Linked DNA regions of Mus musculus: regions 1 and 2 are each linked to region 3. A link is a contact called in public promoter capture Hi-C data. All regions are on one chromosome and are shown on one strand. The core of a region is the stretch at or near the end of the contact, and the rest is flanking DNA. Distances in the headings are between cores, read along the strand shown. Region 1 holds the start of Mettl14 (methyltransferase like 14). Region 2 holds the start of Sec24d (Sec24 related gene family, member D (S. cerevisiae)). Region 3 holds the start of Gclm (glutamate-cysteine ligase, modifier subunit).

Region 1 (3,947 bases), core at 1,071-3,570, 1.1 Mb after region 3:
ACTCTCAGCTCCCAACTAGGAAGCAAGAACCCAAAGTTAGGTCACAACGCATTGTTCACACGCCCAAAATGTGTTGCTAATTTCAACAAATCAAGTATTTTATAAAAGCAACACCACCCTTAGCACACTATCAATAGGCTTGCAAGATCAACTCTAAGTGAATGGTAAGAAAATCATTTTAATTAAGAATGACTTTGTCAGACGGAAAGTATTTTACGCATTTGGTTAAATTTGAAATTAGGATGATTCCCTGTCGCCAATGGTGAATGAAATACAAGTTGGCATCAGAAGCAGTAACACAGAAAGCAAAGCCCTTCATGTGAACCACTTTATGTACTACATGTATCTCCTGCTCTCACAGAGATGCACTCAGCTTCATTAAAGCTAAGCTTTTAATAAAATCTACTAACAGCTTAAACCCAGTAATGTCAACTGTAAGTGGCCGCTGGAGGAATTCTGTCGAATGCAATAAATGTAGACAAAGGCTGAGCTGAATAGAGCCGATTCACAGAAAACCTTCCAAGTCAGACTGAGGACACAGGAGGAACGCTGCAGTATTAGGTACAAACACGGCATAAGAAAATCTGCAGTTAGTGGTCGCTTTAGCCCCAGAGCAAGCAGGTATTCAAAATATCAGTGCTGCCAGTTAGCGGCATAAACAACAAAATACTCTGCACCACTTCACATGGCCGCCCTCATTTCTTCAGTGAAAACTCTCTTCCAATAATGAAATGCTCATCAGGTTCACCTCCTCCAGAAAAATCTTCTCGACTTCTTGGTCAGAGGACAGAACACTCACTTCCGATAGTTAGAGCATTGTCTGATTCTCTATTTGTAATTCTCATCTCAGAATACGAGTCATTCCTTCAGAAAGTTCTTTGAGGAACCCAAGATTTAGCAATGAGAAATGACAGCGCTCTACCTTAACCACTGAGCCACCTCTCTCTCTAGCCCACCTTCACATTCTCGAGACTGGTGTCGAAGGAAGTTTGTATTATTTTCTTGAGATCCTGGCGAGAAAGACTCATTGGAAATCTAAAATTTACTCACTCAAGCTTTGAGCATTTCCCTCCATTACTTATATTGATTTGTATGGTGTAATGAAAACAGCCTGAGATTTTTAAGTAAAACAACTTGTAGTATGTATTCCCTGCATGAATGGTCTACTAAACGGCAAGCACTCACATCTTCATTCACTAGCTTCAATGAAAGCGAAAGGTTTGAAAAGTAATCTCTAGAGAGAGGAATCTTAGAGAATTCTCTGGTGAGGGCTGGCTAGGGAAAAACGTTAAAATTTGGAAACCTAGTCCTAATGTACTAGTGAACGTAACACCTCCTGTCTCTAATAAATTACCAAGTAAGGATTCAAACGTTTGGTTGAAGGTAGACTGTGTTCTAAGTGCAGAATCTAAAATTTGCTCTAACTTAGGTGGCTTCCAATGAGTCTTTCGACAGGATCTCAAGAAAATAATCAAACTTCCTTCAAAACCAATATCAAGAAAAGATTAAGAACATGCACTGCTCTTCCAAAGGACCTGAGTTCAAGTCCCAAGCACCCACACCAGGAGGCTCACAACTACCTGTAGTTCCAGCTCCAGAAAGATCCAACACCTCTGGCGCTGTGCTCACGTGCACATATATATATACACACAGAGAGACAAACCCCACATAATTTAAAATAAAAACTAATCTTAAAAAAAATAAAGAATCTGAAGCTGACGCGGGAGAAAGGCAAGACATGAAACACTGCTTCAACAGTGACGGTGAAATGTAAGGGCTAAAACTGCCACTTGCTCTTGTAGCAACTACTAGCACTGCACTCATCGACAATTCCCAAGTCTACCCCCACCACTCAAGTCCGTGCCCGCCACGGTGGGGACAGAAAGCCCAAGCCTGGCAGCGGTTGGTTTTCTACGTAATGACTCTGACAGGCACTCGAGTAGACTAGGGAATAAAAGTCCCGGGACAAAGACCTTGACAGATGCTGATGTGAGAGTTCACCAAAAAAAAAAAAAAAAAAAAAAAAAAAAAATTTTTTTTAAAAGAGGCGGCCGCGCACGCGCACTAATGCTCCCTCCCACCCGCCGCACACCTGCTGAGCTAGGAGCTGCCGCCGTAACTTCTGCCGCTCCCGGATCTCCTGCAGGCGGCTATCCATGCCCCAGCTTCGGCTGCTCACCACCCCGACAGACTCCGCGCCCGCCAAAATGCAAATCCACCTGCCAAACCAGGAAACACCGGGTCCCGCCCCGCAGAGATTCTGACCCGGAGACTTTCACGTCCCTCAGGAGGAAGTTTCCGGCGCGCCTGAAACAGGCTATGCCTGAACAGGAAGTCCCGCCTCCAGGACGCCGAAGATATGATGTCACACGACGAGACCCAATGGGGATGTAGTGGTGGTTGAGGGCGAGGAGCCGCTTTTGGCTATCTTCTTAGTGCTTAAAGTCTTTCCTGAAGGGTTAGGCTCGGTTTTTTTGTTTTTTGTTTTTCCTGCTCATAAAAGAAGTTTTTCTTTTTCCCGTTAACCAATTGTCCGCCTGCCAGTCCTGGCTTTTTAATATTTGAGGGATGCTTGTGGGTTTCTTTCACTGCAATACTGACCGGCTTGTGAAGGACTGGATCGCCGCTCAGTAACCTTGGCAAGTTAGCGAGCTTTTGTAAAAGAACAGAGAAAGAGGGTCTTGGGGGGCTGAGGCAGGAGGACCCAGGAGTTTGGAGCCTAGGCTATGTAATGAAACCCTGTCATTCACTCATTTATTTATATAAATAAATAAATAAATAAATAAGAACAGAGAAAGAGGGTCTTGGGGGGCTGAGGCAGGAGGACCCAGGAGTTTGGAGCCTAGGCTATGTAATGAAACCCTGTCATTCACTCATTTATATAAATAAATAAACAAACAAATAAATAAATAAATGCAAGCAAACATAGCGGTAGTTACGTAGTGAAACCCTGTCATTCATAAACACACAAACAGAGCGGGCAGCGCTGAAACCCTGTCATTCATTCATTTATATAAATAAATAAATAAATAAATAAATAAATAAATAAATAAATGCAAGCAAACATAGCGGTAGTTACGTAGTAAATAAATAAATAAATAAATAAATGCAAGCAAACATAGCGGTAGTTACGTAGTAAATAAATAAATAAATAAATAAATAAATAAATAAATAAATGCAAGCAAACATAGCGGTAGTTACGTAGTGAAACCCTGTCATTCATAAACACACAAACAGAGCGGGCAGCGCTAGGCTATGTAATGAAACCCTGTCATTCATTCATTCATTCATATAAATAAATAAATAAATAAATAAATAAATAAATAAATGCAAGCAAACAGCGGTAGTTACGTAGTGAAACCCTGTCATTCATAACAACACACAAACAGAGCGGGCAGCGGTAGCGAATGCCTTTAATTCCAGCACCCGAGAGACAGAGGCCGGCAGTTCTCTGAGTTCGAGGCCAGCCTGGTCTACAGAGCAAATTTCAGGGCAGCCAGACCTACACAGAGAAACCCCATCTCAAAAACAACAATCAAGCAAAAATTCCTTGCATAATAGTAGAATTATATGACAAAAACGTTAATTTTCAAAAAGTCTTCTGTAAATTATTTTGACTATATAGTGTTAAGGTATATCTCTTTCAGACTTAGCTATATTATTTGATAATTATGACTGCCGGGACTAGATGTTTATTCACTGAGCATTTCTTATAGCAAGTACTGTGCTGAGCTCTGGAGTCTATGAAGGCTCAAAGATCAAAAAATATATGAACATGCCGGCTCCTTCCTTCTGTCCCATCAGCTCTAGGCTGTTATTCCAATACATGTTCTCCATTTAAAATAACTATGTGAACTGGGATCTCCTGCATGAAGTGGGGCTGAAAACCAGTGGATCCACACTATCTCACAGTATTTATGAAGTCAATGAGATCCATCAGAGAATTG
Region 2 (3,904 bases), core at 931-3,430, 1.0 Mb after region 3:
GGAATTCGGACTTTTAAATGGCATCGAGACTGAATGCATTTTGCATTGCGATATGACCACAAGCCTATTGGGGCCAAGAGTGTAGAATGTGGGGGCTTGAATGAGAATGGCCTCCATAGGCTTATATTTTTGAATATTTGGTCCCCAGTTAGTGGAACTGTCTGGGAATGCTTAGGAGGTCTAACCTTGTTAGTGGATGTGTGTCATTGGCAGCAGGATTTGAGGTTTCAAAAGGCCAGGGGCATTTCCTGTGCTTCTCTTTCTTCCTTGTGCTCAGGGATCGAGATGTGAGCTCCCAGATACTGTTTTAGCACCGTGCCTGCCTGCCTGCCTGCCTGCCACCATGTTCTCTGACATGATGGCTATGAGCTCTACTCCTCTGAAACTGTAAATCCTCAGTAAAAACATTCTCTAAATTGCCTTGGTCATGGTGTCTTATCTAAGGAGGTGGAGGAGGAAGAAGAGGAGGTGGAGGAGGAAAAGGAGGGGGAAGAGGAAGAGGAAGAGGAAGAGGAAGAGGAAGAGGAAGAGGAGGAGGAGGAGGAGGAGGAAGAAGAAGAAGAAGAAGAAGAAGAAGAAGAAGAAGAAGAAGAAGAAGAAGAAGAAGAAGAAGAAGAAGAAGAAGAAAGTTGCGTGGCCTAGATCACTCACCAGGGTCAGGAATGGGGGCTGTGGCTTGCTTGGGGACCCTCTATGTCTCCCTCTTTGCTTCCTGGCTACTGTGACATGAGCGGCTTTACTGTGTCAGTCCTCCTGCCTGTCACGATGCTTTGCATCTTCAGACACCTATAGCAGTTCAGCAAGATGACTTAGGACTGAAACCTTAGAGACTGAGACAATGCAAATTATTACCCTTTAAATTGGTTTCTTTTTTAGTGATAAACAGTTGACACAGTTGCCTCAAAATTCCTAATACTGTGGGTGATGGTGGCTCATGTCCTTAATCCTAGCACTTGGGAGGCAGAAGCAGGTGGATTGCTGAGTTTGAGGCCAGCCTGGTCTAGAGAGTGAGTTCCAGGACAGCAAAGGCTACAAAGAGAAACCCTGTCTCAAACAACAACAACAACATGTCTTGATAATGATAATTCTAAAAGAAGACCTGGCAGGTCTGAGAGGATCTATATTGAGCATAGATGGATTGAGCTGAGAAGACCCGCCCAGTGTGTGGGACATCATTCCCTGGACTGGCATCCTGGACTGCATAAAAAGAGCCAGACACAAGCACTGATTGCTCTCTGCTTTCCTGACTGTGCCCGCATAGTGATCAGCTGCCTCAAGCTACCGCATCAAGATGGATTACTCCCTTGAACTGTGGACCAAAATAAACATTTTCTCCTTTTAGTTGTGGTTGCCAGAGTATTTTATCACAGCAACAGGAAAAGTTACTCAGGTAGCTTTTGATTAGTCAAGCTTTAGGGAGCTTTTATTTCTGGTTCCTCAGAAGGAGGCACACAGTGAGGGCAAAATCACTAGGCTGCTTTTATTTCATAAAACTTTCATAGATTCCCCAAACTCGCAGCTCGGCTGCGGACTGAACTCATACTTTCTCTCTGATAGTGAGACATTTTTGGAGTGTGGCCTATTGGTCCTGATTTTAGGGCCAAATAGGTGTTTCTCAACTGTTTCTGTCCAAAGGTGAGCTAAAAGTTATCTACCTTTGACACAGGCCAGTTCCTGTTTGTGGGTGGGGCACACCCAGTTAAGTGGGCAAGCCCACGGAGGTCCTGCAACCCTTTGCTTCCTTGAGGACACCTCAGCTGAGCGTCTCGTTTCACACAGAACCAGGCTGTCGTGGGCCTTCCTTCCTTCTGTGGTTGTGCTGGAAGACGTCATCAAATTGTCTGTCCACGCGCCAGATTCCTCTGGCCACTGAGCACTCCCCGACACGCGTCGCTTCCAGTAAGGCGAGCGCAGCGCAGCGATTCAGTGCCACCTGTTGAACCCAGAGCGCGCCCTCCTCACCCCACCCAAGTCCCCTGCCACCGGCTCCGGAGGATCTTTGACAAATTGGAGGAGGCGGGGCCTCGCGAAGGAAAAGCTTAGAGGAAAAGACCCGGAAAGAGGCGCGAGACCGCAGTGGGAGGTGCGGCCCCGCCCCCGCCAGGGCGCGCCGCGGGAGCGAGCGGGTCCAGCACGCGCGCGCGCCCGGGCGCCTGACGTGGCACTAGCAACCCAGAGCGACTCGGCGGCGGCGGCGCGGGGCGCGGAGCGTGCAGAGCAGGTACGGCAGACGCGGGGCGCAGGGCGCAGGGAGGAGGGTGGGGAGGAAGGGGAGCCACAGGTACAGCAGGTTCGGGCTGAGGGTGCGGAGCGTCCACACGCGGCTGCACCGCGACTCCCCATCAACTTGGCTCTCTGGTTCCCGGAGGAGGAGAGGGCTGGAAATATTCCGAGGGAAAATGGCAACTACAGTGTTCAGCTCCGGGACATCATTAGAGGGAAACGCGAACTTGTCCCGGGTGACAGTGGAAGGGGAAGGGTGTCTTTGTAGAATCCGAGCGCTCGGGGTTTGGATTCGAGGCCGGTTTGTGCCAAGTGGCTCTCTGCCATGTCGCCGCTTGCAGCTGAGTCAGGTTTCTGCAACTTGGTGTACTGGGTGAGGAAGTTTGACGTGGCAGAGAAGGGTGAGGAAGCGAATTCCTCCCAGGACCAGGGAAGAGGGCTGGGCGGCTTCCAGTCCCCTGCTGTGAGCATCGCTGTCCCGCTCCCCTTCCGCAGCTGCTGCGTGGGTGCGCCGGTGCGGTCTTCTGAAGGCTCTGGGCTGCACGGGGCCAAGCGACTGCCACGTCTCTCTAGGCGCAGTGGGAGGAGGGAAAGTGTTGTCAGGAACACAGTGAACTAGAGACCTTTGTCTGCCTTTCTGTCCTCCGTTAGCAAGACAGTGACCTCATCATACTCATGGTTGCTACTCGGAAGCTGAAGGTTTAATATGAAAACAAAGCTAAATCATGGATGTTAGTCTTCACGTTTGAAATTTGCATGCCATTTCCAGAATAAAGAGATCCCACGTCTTACTTAGAAGGTATTACTAATCTTTACCTTAAACCACTACCTTAAACCGCAGCAACGAGAAAGAAAGGAGAGGTACCCAAATGCTTGATGGAGAAACTGGAAAGAAACTAGAGAATCAGGGTTTCACAACTAATATGGCTTTTGGACACTTCATTTTCTAAAACAGAAAACTGAGGCCCAAAGAACCTCTTCAGTTTACTGTGTCACAAAGCTTTGCATGGGCAGATAGGAAACAAATCATAATTCTTTTGCCAGGCTTCAGAGCACCTCCTGTCTTGTAACAAATGTTTTTTTGAAAGCCAGACATGGTGGCACACACCTTTAATCCCAGCATTGGGGAGTCAGAGGCAGGCAGATCTCTTTGAGTTCGAGGCTAGCCTGGTCTACAGAGTAAGTTCAGGACAGCAAGGACTACAAGGGAAACCTTGTCTCTGCAGAAACCAACCAACCAAATAAACAAAAGTATCTTTTAAAAACCTCTCTAGGAGATATCTGTTTTAGCAAAACATGGAAACATAAAGTGTAAAGCTAATTGGCATTTGGGCTCTGAATAGAGTCAAGATGGGACTGTTATATTTGTGATTGTTTATGACTACCCACATATGAAAGGCTTTTTTTTTAGCTCCTTAAATATAGGTGCCTATGTTCTTAGAGGTGTGACGTCATCTAAGTTAGAGAGAAGCCCTAGCATCTTGGACGGAGATGGTTGGAGCTGCCACTGGCTTGTCCCATTATGACTCACAAAGACTATCATCATGTCTATCTCAGGTTATATTTGTTGGACTATGGCTTTTCCTTGTCTTAAGTACAGATTAAGTAGACTAATTAGAAGGCACCAGGAAGATCCAGGTTGTGAAGCATCAGACTGCTTGTAATCATGGTGGTCAGTCAG
Region 3 (4,356 bases), core at 6-2,505:
CTGTGGCCTCCAGGGGCCCTGAACGGTGCCCATAAACTCATGGAAGAAAACACACATACACACAAATAAACAATATTTTTGTATGTTTGTTTTGAGACAGAGTCTCTCTACCTAGCTCTGGCTGTCCTGGGACTCTCTATGTAGACCAGGCTGGCCATGAATTCACAGATTCACCTGCCTCTGCCTCCCAAGTGCTGGGATTAAAGGCGTGTGCCACCACCACCCGGCGACCACTAAGTTTTAACCAAATATTTACATGGACTTTTAAGAGAATATAATCAAAAGTCTAACAATGACCATAAAAAATTCATCAGAAGAATCAATTGTTTATATTTAAGTAAGGCCATGTGAGGGGCTGCTCCTGGGAAACCTCTTCTCCATGGATTCTTGCTCATTGGATGTGCACAAAGATGTACCCAACACCAGCCTCACTTTTTCTGGAACGATCTTCCAGCCTTTCCTATTTCTTAGTAGTTTACCAACTCAGATTCATGTTTCTTTTGAAAAGATTTTGCCGCCTTATAATGAAAATCTCACCTGGCTCTAACATACCTGACTGGTTTGTTAAAAAGTTTGTTTCCTGGGTAAAACTTTAATAAACGGTCAGTTTGCTATTATACCCAGCCATCTCCAGTGGGAATGGGGAAGAATCACGAACAACTTGTAAAAGTGTGAATCATAAAACGTTCTCTGTTACCATCTGTTCCTTATGCTTAACTGACCTGGAAACTAACTGCCCCGTGGTATTTTTATTGTTTAATGTTTCATGGGCTGAGGCCTTTCTCTCGAAGGATTAGGCTTCTGAAAGGGGAAAATTAAAGTTGTACTCTCTGGTTTCATACAGCACCAGCAAATAGGTAAATCAACACGCTGGAAGAAGAATGATCAGTTTGGGGGAAAGACTCTTGGGCAAAGCAAAGCAAAAGGAAAAAATAAAAATAAATTTAAAAAACAGAGCGGGGCGCGGGCAATGAGACACTCGCGCCATCGCATCAGCTCCTTAGACACAGAAGCAGGCACGCTCTCAAGGCCTGGGAGGATGGACCTCCGGCGGTCCTCTCGAAGAGGGCGTGTCCAGGGCCGCAGCGCGGGCGGCCATTGGCTGAGCGGCGCTCCCGGGCGCACCGTCAACTCTCACGAGGCGCTGGCGGCGTAGGCCGCGCGCCGCGCTCTGGCCGGCAGGGGGCGCACGTCCGCGCGCTGTTCTCCCCCGCGGCGCCGCCCGCTCCCGGCCGCCCGGCGCCACGCCCGCCGCAGGCCGAGGGCCAGTCACCCGCGGGCCTGCGCCCCGCCCCTGGCCCGCCGCGGGACGAGTAACGGTTACGAAGCACTTTCTCGGGTGAGGTTTCTGCTTAGTCATTGTCTTCCAGGAAACAGCTCCCTCGTTTCAGCGGCGGCGGCGGTGGCGGCCGCAGAAGCCGCAGCGACCGTCCGCGCCGGCGCCTCCCTCCCTTCCTTCCCTCCCTCCGGGACCGCCTCTCCGTCGCCGCCCGGCCTCCTCGGGCCCGAGCGCACACCGGGCTGTGGCCGCGCGGAGTCGGCAGCCTCGCGCTCTCCTCTGGGGCCTGGGGCACCGCCGCGCCCTGCGAGGCAGCCGTCTGCCCACTCGCCCGCCCGCCTGCCCGCCCGCTCGCCATCTCTCCGCGGCTCCGGCGCTACCCGGTCCCCTCCGGCGGCAGCTGCCATGGGCACCGACAGCCGCGCGGCCGGGGCGCTCCTGGCGCGGGCCAGCACCCTGCACCTGCAGACCGGGAACCTGCTCAACTGGGGCCGCCTGCGAAAAAAGTGCCCGTCCACGCACAGCGAGGAGGTGAGCACGGTGGGGGCCGAGGGTCTCCTCGAAGTGGGGACAAGCAGGGCTCTCCGGAGCTCGACCCGCTTCGGAGGTACCGAAGTGAGCTGGGTACTATCCCGGCTTGGCAGGTGCCACTGCGGGGCGAGGGGCGCCTCCGCCGGTCGGAGTTGATCGCACAACTCTTGAGGGCCACCGGGTCCCCTGTCTGGCTGGACAGAGCCACTGCAGCCCCGCGTCTTCATCTTCCGTCCCTCTCCCTTAGCCAAGGTAAAGGAAAGATAAAGGTTTAGTGTTTGGTAGATGGACTAACAATAGGTTTAACTTTGATATTGTTGACATTGCTTTCTCTATTGTACTGAATTTGGATTTGGGACAAATAACTTACTGGATGTTAACATTGTATTTGCTTCAAAACCATTAAAGAGGGGCAGGTGGTACACGCCTTTAATCCCGGCCCCTAGGGAGGCAATAGCAGTAGGATCTCTGAGTTCGAGGTCAGCCTGGTTTGTATATTGAACTCCAGGACAGCTAGGGCTACCCAGTGTCAGCCCCAACCCCCACGCCCCCAAAAAACCTAATGTGTAGTTGGAAGTGACAGATTAATCTAGAATTAAAATGTGTTATATTTGTGTTAATGGCCCATTCCTGAGCCAGTGGTTCTCCATGGACCGTGCAACTCATTGCAGAGGCGTATTGATAATATGGAACATGTATACTACTTAAAACAACAAAACAAGACAGATGTGCAATTATGTGTGGGGAGTAATAAGCTGGGTATGGTGGTGGGCTCTTCTAATACGCAGCCTCAGTGGGCTAAGGCAATAGAATGTAGAATTCGAGGCCAGCCTGGGCTACCATGTGATGAGGTCCTGGCTCAAAAAATAAATAAGATAAATGGAAACATTTTAAAAAAGAAACAGTTACACCTAGGAGCTATTTGACTTTGAGACTGTTTTCCCGGCTATAACTTTAACCTTGAGTAATATTCTCTCATCAAGTAGTTGTGGTAAGGAAAAGATGGGGTATGAAAATACTCTGCACACAACATGCTTGTTATCAACTGGATCATCAGAAAGGTAAACAAATCCTGGTTAAAGGCTACATTTCCTAAGTTAGGTCATATTGTAAGGTCGGTCTCAGTGGTCAGAGACAGACGGGCTTCTGCTCTTTTAGTGAGGCAGGCTCTACAAGAGCGCCTGGACTCCTTCGTTGTAAGTTGAGAGCCTTCACTGGTCAGATTGGGGAACCAGCTCCCTAGCCCAGCCTGTGCTCAGCTTCCAGCTGAGTTGGGCCGCTGTTTGAACTGCCCACTTGGCCTGTTTCTCTCAAAGGTGTCTCTGCATCTTGGCTTAGAGCCGTAGCTCCTCCCGGCACTGGGTTCAGTGTACCCTTTGCACCTTATCTCTCCACAACACACTGCAGTAGCTTGCAACGTTTGTTTGTTTTTAATGTTCTTATTCTTTGAGAATTTCAGTGCATTTTTCAACCATCATCATCAGAGAAGCGGTCAATGTTTTTTGACGGAAAATATTGCATTTTTTCATTCAGTTCACACGCTTCTGTTTCTCTTGTGTGTGTGTTTCAACATATTAGAAACAGGCTGCATAGAAAGGATATTACTAACCCTTGCATACTATGTGGGAGATGTTTTTTCTATCCTGTTGCACTTTGTAAACAATTGACTTTTTAAGCTGGGTATGGTGGCCAGGCCTTTGATCCCAGCACTCAGGAGGAGGGTCTCTGATACAGGGAGGGGTGTGTTCTGTCTGCTCTTAGAGACTTCTCTTCTGTGTGTGAGCTCAGAGGCCAGAGGTTGATGTCTGATATTTTCCTTTAGATAGGGTGCCTCACTGAACCCAGAGCTCAGGGATTGGCTAGACTAGCCTGTGTGTCTGTTCCCTCAGGCCCAGTACTGCCTACTGCCTCCTACCACTGTGCCTGGCTTTTCTCTGGGTGCTGGGATCTGAGTTCAGGTCCTCGCGCTTGTCTGACAAGCACTTCATCCCCTGGGCCGTATCCTCGGCCCGCAGAAAGAATTTTCTAACAACCAGAGATCAAAGTGGGATGTGCTATTTAAAACAGTTCAATTCACTTGAAGAGATTAAGGAAACTGGAAAACAAAACAAAAATAACCACCTTTTTCCCAAAGGCCTGATCATTTTTTTCTTATAGATTCTTATTTTTTGATTTTTTAAATTTATTTATTTTGATTTTATTTTTTATTTCCTTTTATTTTACGTGCATTGGTGTTTTGTCTGCATGCACGTCTGTGAGAATATTAGGTATTGGAGTTATAGACTGTTGTGGGGCGGTGGGAATTGAACTGGAGACCTCCAAGAGAGCAGGCAGTCTTCTTAACCACTGAGCCACCTTTCTAGCCCCTAAAATTTACTTCTATTTCATTTTTATACATTTATATATTTTTATGTATGTATTTTATATATTTGTATATGTGTTTTGATTATAGTTTCCCTTCTGTGATTTCTCCCAGACACTCGCCATTGAATTTTATGTTCTCTTTCTTTCAAAAACAAAAACAAAACCCCACAATGTCACAAAAC

Evidence for each region. Capture Hi-C pulls out chosen DNA fragments and counts their contacts.
Region 1: a promoter capture Hi-C map of adipose tissue shows a contact between it and region 3, with 2.6 times the contacts expected there. The contact joins the promoter of Mettl14 here to the promoter of Gclm in region 3. A contact is called at or near these places in 1 of 39 promoter capture datasets (pre-B cells) and 3 of 9 other capture datasets (adipose tissue, embryonic stem cells and liver).
Region 2: a contact with region 3 is called in a promoter capture Hi-C map of liver, with 2.0 times the contacts expected there. The contact joins the promoter of Sec24d here to the promoter of Gclm in region 3. A contact is called at or near these places in 2 of 9 other capture datasets (adipose tissue and liver).

Annotation. Positions count from the first base shown.
Region 1 is chr3:123,383,670-123,387,616 of GRCm38.p6, forward strand. It overlaps Mettl14 (methyltransferase like 14), which reads right to left and starts at 2,321. Exons shown (of 11, transcript NM_201638.2): 1 at 2,093-2,321; 2 at 1-15. The coding sequence starts at 2,158.
Region 2 is chr3:123,265,316-123,269,219 of GRCm38.p6, forward strand. It overlaps Sec24d (Sec24 related gene family, member D (S. cerevisiae)), which reads left to right and starts at 2,181. Exons shown (of 23, transcript NM_027135.2): 1 at 2,181-2,221.
Region 3 is chr3:122,244,302-122,248,657 of GRCm38.p6, forward strand. Gclm (glutamate-cysteine ligase, modifier subunit) reads left to right here and starts at 1,256. Exons shown (of 7, transcript NM_008129.4): 1 at 1,256-1,810. The coding sequence starts at 1,685. Gm46822 (a long non-coding RNA gene) reads right to left here and starts at 71. Exons shown (of 6, transcript XR_001783970.1): 1 at 1-71.